Regions from separate parts of the Mus musculus genome. Here region 1 is linked to region 2. The links are chromatin contacts, called in public HiChIP or PLAC-seq maps. All regions are on one chromosome and are shown on one strand. Each heading gives the region's core, a stretch centred on a gene start, on an enhancer-like site or on the middle of the called end of the contact. The rest is flanking DNA. Distances are from core to core; before and after follow the strand shown. Region 1 holds the start of Klrb1b (killer cell lectin-like receptor subfamily B member 1B). Region 2 holds the start of Rad51ap1 (RAD51 associated protein 1).

Evidence for each region. HiChIP or PLAC-seq counts read pairs in DNA pulled down with a chosen protein or histone mark.
Region 1: a FOXA1 HiChIP or PLAC-seq map of pancreatic cancer cells shows a contact between it and region 2. The contact joins the promoter of Klrb1b here to the promoter of Rad51ap1 in region 2. A contact is called at or near these places in 1 of 484 Hi-C or Micro-C datasets (uterus) and 1 of 115 datasets of contacts at active chromatin or transcription factors (pancreatic cancer cells).

Annotation. Positions count from the first base shown.
Region 1 is chr6:128,822,691-128,828,001 of GRCm38.p6, forward strand. Klrb1b (killer cell lectin-like receptor subfamily B member 1B) reads right to left here and starts at 3,625. Exons shown (of 6, transcript NM_030599.4): 1 at 3,469-3,625. The coding sequence starts at 3,556.
Region 2 is chr6:126,937,194-126,942,183 of GRCm38.p6, forward strand. It overlaps Rad51ap1 (RAD51 associated protein 1), which reads right to left and starts at 2,394. Exons shown (of 9, transcript NM_009013.4): 1 at 2,301-2,394. The coding sequence starts at 2,317. It overlaps D6Wsu163e (DNA segment, Chr 6, Wayne State University 163, expressed), which reads left to right and starts at 2,773. Exons shown (of 14, transcript NM_138594.3): 1 at 2,773-2,833.

The DNA of each region.
Region 1 (5,311 bases), core at 2,375-4,874, 1.9 Mb after region 2:
GTTAGTTCCTTTTAAAATATTCCTTTAGAGAAAGGATAAGAGGAAAGGTTGGCAAGGGAGAAAAAAAATGTCCTGGAAGAGACAAAAGACAGTCTAACTTATGCTTGTAGCCATAATTGTAGACCCAACAAAGTACAGACTGTAGATAATTACATGTGAAAAGCTGCATTTGTGTTGAACACACACACCCTTTCTCCATCGTTGTTCTCTAAACAAAAACACCACGCCAGCTGTTCCTATGGCTTTGAAATGGGCTGAAAGTAATCTACAGATTATCTGAAGCACACAGTCACATGCAAGCAGGTTACTTGTAAGTGCTACATTATATGTAAGAGACCAGCATATGTGCAGGTTGGAAGCAATCTTTTGTGGATAGTGAGAACTGTTGTATCACAGTGAGAGGTGATATGGGACAGTCATGGATGGAAGCAGCCACTGTGTTGGGTTTGAGGGTGTGGCCAGTGGGTCACCAGTGCTTCTGTGTCCTGGTTGGAAGGACACCAGAAGAGACTCCAAAGCCCCAAGGCCCATAATAGTTTTATAACCCATGAATGTTCTTATTTATAAGATGTGGGCAATATCTGCTATAGAATGTTCTAGAGAGGACTGTATGCAATAATTCTAAATTCCTGAGCATAGCATCTGGCCTTCAGTAACTGCTAACAAATATCATTTTCTTATTTTTTCTAAAAAGCAAGGGTTTTTGTTTTGTTTTAATTATAGGTAAAAAGTAACTTGAGTGACTTAATTTTTTTTTAACCCATCCATGACAAAATTTAAAGAACTCTACTTCTCAGAGTTGGGTTCCCTGTACTATCTTGTTTTACTATTGAACTTATATACCGAAGGAGCTATGTGAGCACTGGTTATGTGGCAGAGCCTGCATGGAGCTCTTCTTTGATATTCATGCAATGCTAAGTCATCTCCACTGTTCTAGGCATTCCAATGGCTTCCCCCTCAACATCTGCACCCATGGAATTCCCTCCAAGTCCCTTCCCACCTGTCACCGTTCCTCCTGACTTGATCTCTAAAACATACCAGGCATGTGTGTTCCCCTGCAACACCACAGGCATGTTCTCCCTTTGCATTCGCAGGTCCAGCTTCCTAGAAGACTCATCTCTCAGACACTGAGCCTTGGTCCCCAGCATCTTTGAGCGCTGGACTCCAGCATCATCTCCCTAAAAGGCCTGCCTTGATGACTCTGTTTGACATGATGCTGTCTCTCAAGACAAAACTCTCAAGTTCCACCTAGATGCTTTTCTTGTTGGCATTCAACATCTCAAAGTTGTTGATGCAAGTATTTATATCACTGATTTTAAACTTCACAATAATATAAAATCCACAGGGAGAAAGATGTTTTCCTGTTTCTTCATGGCTATTTCCCCAATGTCCAGAGCATTATTTATCTTATAGTAATTAGTTATCTCTGAATGAATGAACAAACTCCAGGGGCGTTCGTACCTATTTTACCCATTGTACTATCAAAACAGACCTTTGGTCATTTAACCACAAAGAAACTAGGTCACTGCCCCCGTCCCCCTTTCCGGTCCTTTTTGCTGGCAGATCTAATCGTGGTGCTTCGAGCTTACCACAGTTTGAGTCCTTTAGCTAACAGGTCTTGGCGGTTTCACAGTTACTATGCCAGTGCGTCAGCATTTTCTCTTCAAATATTATGCTCAAACATTATTTTTATTCTAGTTATTTGTTTCTTTTCTTCAGGTTTATTTCCAGATTAGTAACCTTTAGGATAATGATTACTTCTTTTTATCTGTTTTAAAGACTTCCTAGACACTTTTTATGAATTTGGTTGTGAGCCTAGCCTTTACCGCTGAAACATCTCGACAGCCCTCTAGTTTTCTTGATTTGGGATCATAGACAGTAGGATTTGAGGAAAGCATTATTATTTTTCTCTATATTAGTCTTCTTTTTTTATTAGGTATTTTCTTATTTTACATTTCAAATGCTATCCCAAAAGTCCCCCATACCCACCCACCCCCACTTCCCTACCCACCCACTCCCACTTCTTGGCCCTGGTGTTCCCCTGTACTGGGGCATATAAAGTTTACATGACCAATGGGCCTCTCTTTCTAGTGATGGCCGACTAGGCCATCTTCTGATACATATGCAGCTAGAGACATGAGCTCTGGGGGGACTGGTTAGTTCATATTGTTGTTCCACCTATAGGATTGCAGACCCCTTTAGCTCCTTGGGTACTTTCTCTAGCTCCTACATTGGGGGCCCTGTGTTCCATGCAATAGCTGACTGTGAGCATCCACTTCTGTGTTTGCCAGGCACCAGCATAGCCTCCTAAGAGACAGCTATATCAGGGTCTTTTCAGCAGAATCTTGCTGGTTTTCTTATACCATTTTCAACAAGGTCTTTTCTCCACTTTTGTTAGGCATGATGGGAAAACAAAGACTTGCTTTTTCCCAACACAAAATAGCTGACACCATCACTCCCCGTGGAGTTATCTACCAGGCCCTCTTCCACTCTCCACTGACCCTTACGTAAACATTATAATGAAATTTATTTGGTGACTCTGAGACTTTCTCCTTGACTCAAACCTTTGACAATTTAATAGTTTCTAACAAGAACCACTAAAGTTGGAAGTCCACATGTTACAACACATAGAGAACATCATATTGGAAAACAACTGCCCTGTGTTCAGTTAGACAGCAGACTAGAATTTTGTTTTCATGATTATTTTATACACTCTCTACCTGAGTTTCTGTTCTCTTACATCTCAGCCATCCTTATGTCACATACTTCACCTCTTGGTAGACTTCCACATTTCTTTTGCTAGAATCATTAAATCCTCTGGTGGACAAGAGTGCTACTTTTGGCCAGCATTGAAAGATTAATTCCCAACTGGCTCAGGTAACTTGTGGTTCCTCCACTTATAGCTGTTATACTTTGCAAGAGAGAAAGAACCAGCTTTTTAACAAATTGAATAAATTTTAATATATAAAAATTACTGGCTTTTAATTTAATTCAGACCTTTCATTTTTACTATGACTTTCCCCACAACGAATGTCTTCCTTTTCAGGCGACAAAGACATTAACAATGACGTCTACACACTTCACTGTGAAGGGAGAGCTGGGGTTGCCACCAAGGTAGAACGGGATCGTAGTGTCCATGTTCTGTAGACGAATTTGGAATTAGCAATGGAATGCAGCAAGTATCTCTTAAACCACCCCTTGGCTCATGGGAGTAAAATATTCTTTCTTAGAATTCTTAGCAAAGGCAGAATAGGAGAAGTAATGTTCGGATTTCCTTCTGACTACACGAGTAAAAATGGACTCTATGGCATTTGTAGAACTGTGGTTTTCTGCAGGCAGGATAGCTATACTATTTAACTCTAACATATACCTGCTTGTCACCTTTAAATCAATGACTTACACCCATAAGTTTTGGAGGATAATCTTAACTCTGGAAGATAATTCAAATGCCAGAAGCAAGCTGCTTACCTGGGGAAAGAGATGGAGGTGAATCATGCTTAGGTTCTTGGATCCTGGCTAGGTTTAAATCTGCATAGACCAGTGTTGTTGAATCCATTGTAGATGGAGGGACTTGACACCGGCCTCGTGAACAGGGACAAACTTTGAGTCCTGTGAGGTGAAATGAGCCAAAAAGGAAGTCCGCTGGGTATGCTGTGCTGTGTGTGTCCACACCCGCCCACACTGGTGGCTGAGGGTTTCTCCATAGCTATTGACCTGGTGTCTGTCCTACTCTCAGGCTTCCTTTTCTTTTTTTCTTTAGACAAGAATGTGCCACATACAGAACGTACGGTTTGGTTTCTAACAAATTTCTGGAAAGGTCTTTCTTATGTTCTTATTCCTCTAACCATCCGTTATGAGTTATCCTCTCAGATCTCCAATGAGTGAAATATTTATCCTGAGTTCAAATTTACCTTTCCCTCAGCCCCCAGGGATTAAGATGTGTGACATTTTATTCTATGTTATGAAAATGTGGATTAGGACACAAATGTCCACGGTACTATCTGACGTGAGTTGAAGCTCTAACATCCTCCTGAAATTTGCATACTGTGAAGGGAGCTGTGGATTGTGGAGATGCTGCTGTGGTGAGAACCCATGGCAACACAACAGGAAAAGCAGCAGGTCCCACTCAGTGCTGTTCTGAGCTAAGGGCTCCATCATTCAGAGCTCAGGGAGTGGAGGACTTGGGTCTATGGGATGTGCTAACTCATCGAAGGATTTGTAGGCCTAGAGCCTTAGAGCAAGGACCACAAATGCCCCCATGTCGGGTATTGTCATATCACAAGTGAAAAAGAAGAAGAAAATCAAGGATTTCCTTAAAGCCACTTTCTGTGGTCAGAGTGGAGTTGAACAAGTATCGGGTACTGGCAGCAGTCTGCTGGCTGTGAGTTCTAGGAGACAGGGGATGTGTACAGACAACTTGGGGCTCACACTCATTTTTCCATGACCATAATGACTATGAAGTATGGGTAAGCCTGTGTTAGTATCTCACAGATCACTTAAGACACTGTGAAATGTCCTCAGCTGTCACTGATGACAGTCCCCTCACTCAATACTCATGCTATTGAAACCTAAGACTTCAACAAGTGTATGGGATTCTCCAGACTTGTCCATCCTGAGAGATCCTATGTATTTATTTTGCTCAGATTACTAAACCTAGCAGGCAACAGTACTAATTTCAACCAGTGCTGAAATGTTAGTGTATATATAAATTTCAAATACATCAGGACCTCAGGCTTTAGTATATATAAGAATCACCTGAAAGTTTGTTAATAATTCACTTCCTATACTTAACCCTCCTCTCTTCCCTAGATATCACGAGTATCTTCAGTGGGAAATGTGTGAATAACATTCCAAATATTTGAGGTGGCTCATGGATTATGCTTAAGCAAACAGCCTTCGGGTCAGTGAATAAGAGGATAGATTAGAAAGATCAATAGAGTACAGAGAAGTCTGAAGCTGAGATTAGATGAAAAATAAATCTTTGAGGATTGACGTTTAAGGTGGTTTTTAGGTTTACTTTATTATTGTATGTGTATTGGTGTTCTGTGGGTGTGAGCTGCCATGTTGCCATGTAAGGTGGGAATTGTCCCTCTGGAAGGACAGCTGGTGCTCTTGACTACTGAGCCATCTCTGCAAGCCCAACATTGAAATGTTGCATGTTCTGAAGCCTGACCATGATGGATCTACAGTGGCCTTACTAAAATCAAGAGATGTGAGGGGAGATACTTTCATCAGCAAGTGCTTCCAAAAGCCTCTAAGCCACAAATCGTAAAGAAACTAAAAATAACAACCAGTGACGATTGTTATTGCC
Region 2 (4,990 bases), core at 1,144-3,643:
GACATGGACTCTTATCGATTCATTAAACACAAATTACATATTGTATTTTAGAGGCTCACTAGGGTGAGATACGCAGGAAACCATTACTTTTAAAAAGAACTTTAAAAACTTGGGTATGTGCACACAAGTACAGTATCTGCAAAGGCTAGGGGAGGAAACTGGGGGCCCCCTGGAGCTGGAAGGAGCTGCAAGAGCTATAAACTGTCTGACGTGGTTAGGAATGGAACTTGAGTCTTCTGGAAGAACACCAGGCACTCTTTTAACTATTGAGCCAGCCCACAAGGGCTTCTGTTTTTAACAAATATTTGAGTATGCGGCAATAGAAACTGCAAGGACTACAACCACCACAGCCTCAGTTTGTGCCAATCCCCATTCAGTGTAAATGACAGAAGAGTGAAGACAACAACTGGTTTGGCTTTACTGTAACACAAGTAATGAGCTAGTGAGATGCAGTGGCCAAAGTCACCCGCTGTGCAACCCTGACAACCTCCTGTGACTCCTAGGATCCATGAAAGGTGGAAAGAAGAGAAAGGACCCCACAGTTATCTGCTGAATCAAGACAATGTATGTCTACCACCATTCTCACCCCTTTTATTCACACAATAATTTACAAAACAACCCCCCCCCACCACACAAAATAACAACAAAAACCAGACCACAGTCATGATCTCATGGGGCTTCTGAGGATTCAGGGGACTGTGGATAACACTGTGACTACTACTATCCCAAATAACAGCAGTATGTCTTCAATATCTGCATGCCTGTCCCCTTCCAATTTCACCATGGAAGCAAGAGAAATCTAGTCCTGTCTTCTAAACCTCATTATCTCAAAGGGGCCCATCTCAGTCAATACAGAGACGTAGCTCAGTCCATAGAGACAGTCAACCTTGATTCTTTGTTTTCTCTCCTCTATAACCACTTGTCAGAAGTACCTAAACTTGAGCTGGAGAGATGGCTCAGTGGTTAAGAGCACTGACCACTCTTCTAAAGGTCCTGAGTTCAATTCCCAGCAACCACATGGTGGCTCACAACCATCTGATGCCCCCTTCTGGTGTATCTGGGAACAGCTACAGTGTACTCATATAAATAAATCTTAAAACAAAACAAAAAAAACCCTAAACTTACTTGCTCCATCTCCACACCACACACACACACACACACACAGTGCCAAAGTCACACACAACTGATAGCATCTCAATTCCCCCCTCCCCCCTGCTTTCGCTCTGGCCACTCCAGTCCCCCTCAGAGCCAACCAACAGCCGGTGGCCTTTATAAAAGTGAAATGAGAATATCTCAGGCCCTCCACCACTGAAACTACAGATTTCCCATTTGTCTCAAATAAAATTCAAACTCCTAAGACCTACAAGCTGCTTTAGATAGATTTAGATAGATTACAACTGCTTTGTAATCTATCTGACTCAGTCCTCAATCCATCCACATGCTTGTTCATCCCACACCTTCAATCTGCTTCTCAAACATGGTGAACCTTGGGCTTTGGCTCCTATTTCATGTGAATGCCCCTTACATTTTACCTAGGTAACGCGTTCATATGATTTAAAGTAAGGCTTTTCTCCTTCCTCCTATGTTACATTGTGGTGTTTATTTTGTTACTCCCCCTTATCTCTCCCCACCCCTCTTCCAATAGAGTGTAGCCTCCAGCTCTTAGTACAATACAGGCCTAGGAGAATTCACTAAGTTTATTGTTGTTTGGTTTTGCAGGACTGGGGTTTGAAGCTGGGGGCCTCTCATCTGCTAGGCAATCACTGGACCACTGGGCCATAGTCTCAGCTATATTCAGTCATTCTACTAAATGGATGGCCAGCCTGGCATCCCGGTTGTGATCACAGAGAGATTCCAACAGTCTAAAGGAAAGCAGATAGGAACTGGGGGTCATGTGACAGGGCACCACGGCTTGAGCTGGAAGTTAAATGGGCCTCTCTGCCTAGGGATTTGAGGGAATAGGCACACCTGCTTTTTCTGTATCGCTCAACGTATGACAGCCACTTAACGCGGTCGCTCGCTGTCGCGTTAAGCGCGACTCAAATGCTAGCCTACCAGGTCCCTCTGGAGTGGGGTGACTCAGGGGCGACAGCTGCAGAAGGAGGCCGAGGGGCGGCAAGCGAGATGCCAGGCGGGCTCCTCTGAGCAGCGGGTGGCTCTCACCGGAGACTGGCGACGAGCACCCACCCAATCGCGCTGCCCTCTGTCGGATCTCGTCCTCTCCCGCAACCATGCATGACAGTGGCCCCCATCGTCCCCGTCCTTCCTCTCTGCCCCGCGGGACGTCACCAACCACTCACCTGATAGGACGCACCATGGTGCCCTGCCTAGAGCAGCAGTGCTCTGGAGCTGGGGAGCAGCTGTGGCGGTTTCAATTCCCGCCGAAAACCAGACGTCGCGCTCCACGCCCCGCTGCGCCAGCCCGCCAATCACCGCTCGCCTGCCTGAGGCGGCGCCTGCGTGCTGAAGAGAGGGCGCCTGCGCACACACACCGTGGCCCGGGCACGCCATCCTGGATCCTGTCTGCTCAGACTTAGCTTTTGTTTTGATACTGCACTTTCGTCACAATTGCGATTTGGTACCGAGTCTAAAATACAATATAAAAATAGCGACACGCCTCCAATATTTAGAATGACTAACTTAAAAATAACTGGAACAAAGGGGGTCTTGGATAGGCGTTTTCCTTGGCGCTTGAGGAAAGAGAAACATGAGTTCCGAATCTGCCAAAGTGGATCTATTGGAGGTTAAAAAAAAAAAAGCAAGAAGTCAGCTGACTTATTTGGGCAGTTCTGCGTTGACAGCTCCAAGTGTGCTTTGGTGTCTGATGAGAGAGGTGAGTTCGAGCCCACAGCGAAGAAGCCCCTTCAGTGTGGAGGACCCAATGACGGTATCTGGTACAGACTTAAAGAACAGAAGGAGTCTTCTAAGGGCCATCTAAAGTGCTGGAGTGCAGCTTGCCATTGCCAGTTCAGTGTTTGTGGTCAACTAGGCTTGTCGTTTTGCATGTTGCTCTGACAGGGTGTAGGCACACCCAGAGAATTCGGAGACGTAAACTGGATTACGATGAATTGTATCCTGAGAGCAACAGACCACAGGAACAAAGAGTAACATGAAAACGTGTGTTTTTATTGGTTTTGTTCTGTTTCATGTTACAATGTATTCTAATTACTGTCTCACCTTATGTCGCACCTGTCCCTACTAACTTGCCCATCCCTCTAATCTCTGCATTTCCACCAGTCCCCTTTCTAGATTCATGTCGTTGGGTTTTTTTTGTTTTGGTTTGGTTTTGTTTGTTTTTGTGACCCTATATCTTAATTAGACCAGACTATTGAATTGCGACTACTCATTGGAGCCTGGTGGGGGCACCCGTGGGCACACAACTGAAAAATAACTTCCCTTTTCCTGAATCTGCCCATAGAAAACAGTTCCTTAATGACACATGGGTCATTCTGAGTCGTCTTCTCTCTTCCCTCTGCTGCTGCTGAGGCTAATCTTATGCAGACCTCTGACACTGCAGTGAGTTTACTGCTGTAATGGCAGCGTCTTGTCAGAAGGTGGCATTTTGTCTTCCTCTCTATGATCTGGTTCCTCTATTTTTCCACTTCCTATTCTGCAGTGTTCCTTGAACCTTCACAGAGGTGGTATAAATGCCTTGTTTAGGGCCGAGTCCCCATCCATCACATGTTCTCACCTTGTGGCACCTGGAGTCTGTACATTCATTATAGTTCACTGGAAAGAGACAATTCTCTGATTAAGTCTGGGAGTAGCACTTGTCGTGGGTATAGACATGGTGGTTTGACAGTGTCCATTTAACTGAACAACAGTATTTATGTTCCCCCCCAGGGCCCATCATCTTCCCTGCTATGGGTTTCCAACAGGAATCATAGTGCCAGGCAGGGGTATGCTCCTATAGAGCTGACCTCAAATCCAGTCAGAGCAAATTGGATACCCTCATAATGGTACCCTAGTGCCCAGATGAGCATGTCTTGCCTGGCAGGTTAGTAGAGTTCATAGAGTCCACAGCTGGGTTGGACCAGTAATGAAATTTCTCTTATAGCAGCCTCCTTAGTATCTTCAAGGACCATAAAAGATAGCCAGCAAAGAGGAAGCTTCCAGCAGAGTTCCAGCTTGGCTTTTTTATATCATCAATTGAGCTGTGCAGTGTCTTTAACAACAGAGTTTATCATCTAGTTTTTATGGACGACCAAGAACAATGACAACAATCTCTACTGTCCTGGGAGTTCATATATATATATATATATATATATATATATATATATATATATATAAATGCATACATATATATGTACATATATGTGTGTATACATAGACTGATGGCTAGCTCTTTAAGGGACCTCGACTCCTACTGTCTTTACTGCATTTTCTTTTCTCTGAGTAGTGTTCAGTGTGCCTTGGGCAGCATCCTGTGTGGTCTGTTCTGTGCCCGTGCTTCCTACTTGGAGATCTTTCTTGTGTTCCCATATCCTTTTTCTGATACATCTCCTGACCTTCAACATCAAACATCTTCAAGCTACCACTGGGTCTCCGTTGTGTTTGGCCACTTGTATGAGTTCCGTAAGCTAGCTGTACACTTACAGACCCCCAACCCGTCCCTCCTCCAGCATTTCCTCTTGCCCCCCCCCCACTCTGTACCTTCCCTTGTATTAACTACTTGTTATTCTTCCCTAGGAGTAAAAGTACTTCTTGAGCATATTGTTTGCTCTGAAATTAACTTTAAAATAACTTTTCATTTTAAAAAAAAAGGAAGAAGCAGCATTTGGTTTTTGTCACGAAGATGAATGTGCAGGAATAAGCAGGAAACACTATAATAGACTGGTTGTGGTGGTGCACACCTTTAATATCAGCACTTAGGGTGGGGTGTGCTGAGACAGGAGAATCAAATGTCTGACATCATCCTAGGATACGTAGTCCTAAGTCACCCCAAGATGCACAGTGAGACATCCTCTCTAATAAAATGGAAGGAAAATGA